Regions from separate parts of the Sus scrofa genome. Here region 1 is linked to region 2. The links are chromatin contacts, called in public HiChIP or PLAC-seq maps. All regions are on one chromosome and are shown on one strand. The core of a region is the stretch at or near the end of the contact, and the rest is flanking DNA. Distances in the headings are between cores, read along the strand shown. Region 1 holds the start of LOC100624067 (cytochrome c oxidase subunit 4 isoform 1, mitochondrial). Region 2 has its middle 94 kb from the start of IRF8.

Region 1 (2,896 bases), core at 223-2,722, 170 kb after region 2:
ATACACATACCTCCCCTTTAGCGCCTCAACAACACAATCTCACGATCTGTCTGAAAAACTTCGGCACAGGGCCTGACACATGACAGAGCAAAAAGACGTTACACTTACCATGTGCTCGCACACACACCGAGGTGGAAATTGCTCGCCTGCCAATGAGGTTAAATACTCTGGTAGCCAACATCCTGAAAGATAAAAATGTACCCTTTCTATGAATGAGAGTAAACACCTACCAGGCAAGAGTCTCCTTTTTGCCCCAGTGCATTTTGGGAGTCACTGGAGTTCCTTTTTTTCTTCCCAACATAACTGATCTCTCAATTCACACCTAGGATGAGGTTTGTTTTTTTTCTTTTCTCGGCAGTCAACACGCCTTAGTGGAGCTGCGTTATAAACCAAGCACTGTAACATGTACACACTTTAAGCAATTCGTAGAACAGTGGCTTTCTTAAAAAGCAAAGAGAAAAAAAAAATTTAAAGGAGACTCTGAAAAAGACAGAATCCGCTCCCCTTTGTGGGCCCCATTGTTTAGAGAGAAAAGATAAATAGGTCAAAGGGACTGTGACAGGCACTGCGTTCACCGTTTGGTTAAAAACCCCATAGGTGCAATCAACAGAAAAGCGAAACCTGGAAGAAAGGCTGCAAGCAGGGTCCCCGTGCATTTCCAATCCCTGCAGGACCATAAATGCCCTGGATGACTCACCTCTCACCTGCACCTTTCCTGAATCTAGCCCATTTCCCCTACCTACCGGTCCCTTAGAACTGCACCTTTCAAGGGACTGTTAACAATGAAAAGGACCTCGAATGACTTCCAAAAATACCCATCACAGGCAGAATAAAGAGAAGCATGACGTCAGGATCGAACTGGCTCCCGTCTCCCACAGTTTCTCCCAGGGCCTGGCCCGCGCGTGGGCGGATGCTGAGCGCCTTCCAGGCCGGGAAGCCGAGCCCCTTCTCCGGAGCACCGTTCTGCCCGGAGCGGTGGCAAAGCTCCGTCTAATCGGGTGGCCGGGAGGCCGCAAGGCGACCTGCCCTCGGGCCGGCGCCCGCGGCCAGCGGACGCTCAAGGTCAGAGCCGGAAGCCAGCCCGCGGCCGCGACAAGTAAAGCGGCGATGGGCCGGGTGCTTCTGGCCGGCACATAGGCTGCGACACGGCAGCCCCCGAGACCAGAGCCCCCGCAGGCCGACCTCAATGTCACCGGGATCCGAGGCCCAGCCGCCGATTCCTGCTGGCGCCGGGCGGCGAGCACGCAAACCCGAGGGTTCCCGGCGCCCGACCCGCCAGCGCCTCGTAGCGTGAACCGGCCGCCGCCCGCCTCACCTGCCTCGGTCGCTCAGCACTGCCTCGGCGCCTGTCGCGACCGCCCTCTACGCCCCGGCTGCCCGCGACCGGAAGAGAGCGCGACCCTGCCGCGGAGCACCACGGGATCGAGAGGGGACTCCACCCCGCGCCCGGCCGCGCCGAAGGTCACAGGACCGGAAGTGGAGAGGGCCGCGAACGTCGTAAAACGCCGGGCCGGGGTGCTTTCCGGCGGACAGTGGGGGACCGCTTTCCGGCGGCGCGGGCGAGAAGAGCGACTGGAGGCTGAGGCGGGCGAGTTGGTTTCTACCCGGCGGGAGCCAGCGTCCGAGGAACCGGAACCGAGTGGGGCCGGGCCTGCGGAGGTCTCCAGAGCCGCGAGCCCGCGCCGGGCAGCCGCTGCCTCGTCCTGCTTCTCCCCTGAGGCGCCGCGCGGCTGGGAGGCGGATCCAGGCCTCGGCCGGCGCCGGGCCTTCGGGGCCCTCCCGGGCTCAGCATGCCCGGGGTGAAGCTGACCACCCAGGCTTACTGCAAGATGGTGCTCCACGGCGCCAAGTACCCGCACTGCGCCGTCAACGGACTGCTGGTGGCCGAGAAGCAGAAGCCACGCAAGGAACACCTCCCCCTGGGCGGCCCTGGCGCCCACCACACCCTCTTCGTGGACTGTATCCCCCTTTTCCACGGCACCCTGGCCCTCGCCCCAATGCTGGAGGTGGCCCTCACCCTGGTAAGCGTGGGAAGGGGCCTGCCTCGGAATCAGCGGGACAGGAGACGGGCTGGCGATTGGCTTCCGAGCAGTCCTAGCTGGAAGCTCACAGTGGTCCGGCCGGAGTCCAGACCCGCCCCCGAGGTCGCCGTGACCATGAACGGAGGACCCGCGAAGGCAGATAGGTTTTCCCTGCATTTAGCACGCGCCCGGTAGGCGGCCGCTAGCAGTAGCCGCAGCCAAGGGAGATGCCGTAACCGTCCTGGGTGGCATTAGAGGCGCTTTGGGCGACAAGTAGTACATTAATTTTCTCAAGCCAGTAGCTTTTATAGAAGCAAGCTGTCATTAACTGAGTAATGATTCGATAGCGTTTGTAGTTGGGATTTTGAGTTGCCGGAAGTTTTGACGCTGCGGTTTGGCTCTTGAGCAGCTTCACGTGTAGGGATCCGTGTCTGGCGTGTGCATAAAGATTGTGATTCCTCCGATGTTACTGCCCCAGACTCCCAGGATGGAGACACGCTTAGAAAGGCAGCGTTGGCATCATGGGCACTGTTGCCCTAGAATGCACGTGAGGACTCTGTAAGAAGAGGTTGTCTGTCCCCCTTAGTGACAGCTAGAGTAACTGGTGGTTTTAAAAGCTGGAGCTGATGTGCCTGCCGGCCAGCACATTTCTGTGTGTCTGCTTAGGACTGCTTCATTGAAGTACAGTGGGAAAAGATGTGTCAGACAGACAGACAGACTGGCTGGTCATTGAATCCTAGGCAGTAGCCTTCCCGGAAAAAAGCCCATCTACAAATTTGAGTTAAAACCTTAGGGAGAAATAAACTGGCCTCAAACCTCCCGCAGTACCTGCGTTGAAGTATGGTTTTCCATGTATCTATAAACTATGATACCAG
Region 2 (2,818 bases), core at 118-2,617:
AGCCATTTCCCTGCACTGCCTGTGGTGTCTGGTCCTCAAGACCCACGGTCCCTGTGCCCCAAGACTGAGCTCCGTGGAGCAGCCCCGCCAGCCCCGCCAGCCCTGCCACCCTGCATGCCGGCTGCCGGCTCTGGGTCTACATGGCTCCATGTGCAAACTATGCTTTCAGCTTCATTGCTTCGTGGCTTAGCGATGAGTGAATGAAACTTGAAACATACAGCCCCCTGGGCGGAACGGGATGAGGAGGACAAGCTTGGGCATAGAGGGAAGACCAACTGTCATCACCCTTAGGACTGGAAAGCCAGAAATTAGCAGAACAGGGGGTTAGTGAGATTCTGGAGGCAGAGGGGCCCGGGTTCAAATCCTACCTCTGTTCCCCACTTACTGTGCGCCCCCCACCCCCCCGCCAAGGTGCCTACTTCTGGGACCCTTTGGTGGTTCACGATTTGTCCCACGTGGGTTGTTTGGGAGGGTCAAATAGGATGACATATGAACAGCACCGGCACGTGGCTAAATGATCACTACACGTGCTTGTAAAGATGAGCAGACGAACAGGGAGCATCCAGGCCGGTACCTGTTACCGTCATTTGGGGCTTAACAACACGAGCGCCAGAACCCGAGCTCCTGGGAGAAATGGCTGCTTCCAGGCTGGGCAGAGGATGTCAAGGTCAGCCCAGAACAAGTCCTCGGGGCCTGGAGGAGAAGCATTTCTGGGTTGTTCTTTGTGTGTTGCTCCCTCGGCTTCCCGCTCCAGCCCTACCCAGTGGTAGCAACCCTGTACCCGTCTGTGAGGCTCTGAGAGTGAAGTCATTTGCCCAGAGTCCACACAAGAATTTGGCAGAACCAGGATTTGAACACAAAAATATCTAACTAACTTCCTACTAACCCAGGGAGACTCCATCCACGTTTTCTCACCAGGGATTTCTGCAGGAATCTTTAGCTGGAGCAACATCATCCCTCAAGTACCTTAGAATAAGTTTCCGCCTCACAATTCCAAATTACCCGCAATGCATGTGGGGTGTGTGTGTGTGTGTGTGTGTGTGTGTGTGTGTGTGTGTGTGGTGTGTGTGTGTGTGTGTGTGTGTGTGTGTGTGTATGCATTTCAGGAGTCTGGTCCTTTTGGCTGTATGACACTGGGGCAGTTGCACCCTCTCTCTGGCAAGGCTAGAAACATCTCTGGACAGAGTCACTCTGCTACCATGTTGCATCTGGAAGAACAAAAACTGAGCCCTGGAACGTGGATTGCAAAAGCTCTAGCCTGGGGCCTCCCCAGGTCCCACTTCAGAAGGCGAGGGTCCCTGAGGCTGTGCCAACCCAGTGTTCAACAGCGACACCATGTGGTCACCACCAGAGCAGCAGCTGTAACGGGCGGGGTGTCGGACGTGCTCCCAGCCTCCCTCCACCCGCGGTGTGCAGGCAGCCTGACCTCCACCTTGTGCCGAGAAGGTTCCGCAGCTCGTGGACAAGAGGGAGGGGGTCTTGAAGAGGTGATGCTAGACTTGGAGCAAACGGGGACACATTGAACGCGAGTGGTTACTTTCTTAACAATGCAATGAGGTCATATTTGACCTCCAACTTGGGGAAAGCTGGGCAGACCGGTTATATTTCACAGCCTCCACGGTTGCTTTTTGGAAAACACAGCCCTAGGATCCTAATATCGAATATCTGTCAATGAGAAAAGGATATTTGATTTGCAAACATTTGATGAAGGGGAAATTCCAGGGGCAAGCAGGGAGGCGGGTTGGCTTCTGGAGCCACTTGCCCAGCGCCGGCTCCGACCGCTTCCTCTTATTCTTCTGTGTGCGTGAGTTCCCCAGAGGGTCTTTCCTTGCCTGACCCTGCCGTGTTCTCACATTGTTCTGTTTTTCTGACAACAGCTGGTTGCCAAGGAACCACTGGGGAGCCCAAAGTCAGATCCGTGTCTCCCCTGCAGGGAAATTCAGCCCTTACTCATCCCTCCATCCACCGCCGCCTCCGGCGGGACCTCAGAAAGCTCTGCCAAACCCCAAGCAAGGAATCCCCTCCCTCCCGCCAGGACCTTCCCCCAGGGGCGAGCGCAGCTGAAAGCAGGAAGCAAGGCTGGGATGAGAGAGCCAGGGCAGCAGGGCCAAGACAGCCCAAGAGCTGTGTCACCCGACCCTTCCTCAATTCAGTGCCAGCGTTTCGCCCAAGTGTCACACACAGAAGAGAAAGCAGCCAAAGCACCCTTTCCACCTGCTTCTGGTTCCTCCCTGCCTCCCATGCCCAGAAAGGTAACTGCTCTCCTGACGTCCAGCAGCAGACGCGCTCCCCTGCCGCTGCAGTGGATGTAAGTGGAATCACGCGTCGTGCACTCTTTGGAACCTGGACCACGTTTTAAACATGATGCTGGTGGAAGCCACACGTGCCGTGGCCTGTGGCAGACGTGCTCGCTCCCACTGCCCAGCCCGCTGTCTGCACAGCCTCGAGCCTGCTCCTCCATGCACTCCTGCCGGGCGTCGGGGTGGTTCCCAGCTTTGAAGTGAGCGATGTCGCTGGGAGCGTGCTGGTCCCTGTCTCTGGGTGAACTTAGCTTCGCGTTTCTCCTGCGTATCTTCTCAGGATCAGAGATGCTGTATCTAGCTGCCATTGCCAAACGTTTTCCAAAATGTTTGTTGCAAATGTCACTCCCACCACATTCCTGTCCCTTTCCTGTTGGGGTTGGGGACCTCAAGGCCAAAGAGATGGCCGTCTCCAAGACCGCAGAAGCAGAGGCACTGGCACCAGGCTGGGGCCAGCTCTCCTGTCATTTCAGCCTTTCTACTGTGCAGAAGGCACCAGTTCAGTTTCCACGTTAAGA

What was found. HiChIP or PLAC-seq counts read pairs in DNA pulled down with a chosen protein or histone mark.
Region 1: a contact with region 2 is called in an H3K27ac HiChIP or PLAC-seq map of alveolar macrophages. The contact joins the promoter of LOC100624067 here to the enhancer-like site in region 2. A contact is called at or near these places in 3 of 5 promoter capture datasets (fetal liver and liver), 20 of 47 Hi-C or Micro-C datasets (adipose tissue, blood, brain and 9 more) and 2 of 2 datasets of contacts at active chromatin or transcription factors (alveolar macrophages and skeletal muscle).

What each region holds. Positions count from the first base shown.
Region 1 is chr6:3,136,147-3,139,042 of Sscrofa11.1, forward strand. It overlaps LOC100624067 (cytochrome c oxidase subunit 4 isoform 1, mitochondrial), which reads right to left and starts at 1,473. Exons shown (of 5, transcript XM_021093705.1): 1 at 1,316-1,473; 2 at 109-182. The coding sequence starts at 181. It overlaps EMC8 (ER membrane protein complex subunit 8), which reads left to right and starts at 1,484. Exons shown (of 5, transcript XM_003481777.4): 1 at 1,484-2,021. The coding sequence starts at 1,791.
Region 2 is chr6:2,965,659-2,968,476 of Sscrofa11.1, forward strand. No RefSeq gene overlaps it. Among named protein-coding and RNA genes, the nearest start is that of IRF8, 94 kb to the right of the region's middle. Within about 2 kb of position 1,368, at least 4 of the 83 cell types and tissues checked have an H3K27ac peak or open chromatin away from gene starts, as enhancers often do. A contact at or near this core is called in alveolar macrophages, where this site is marked.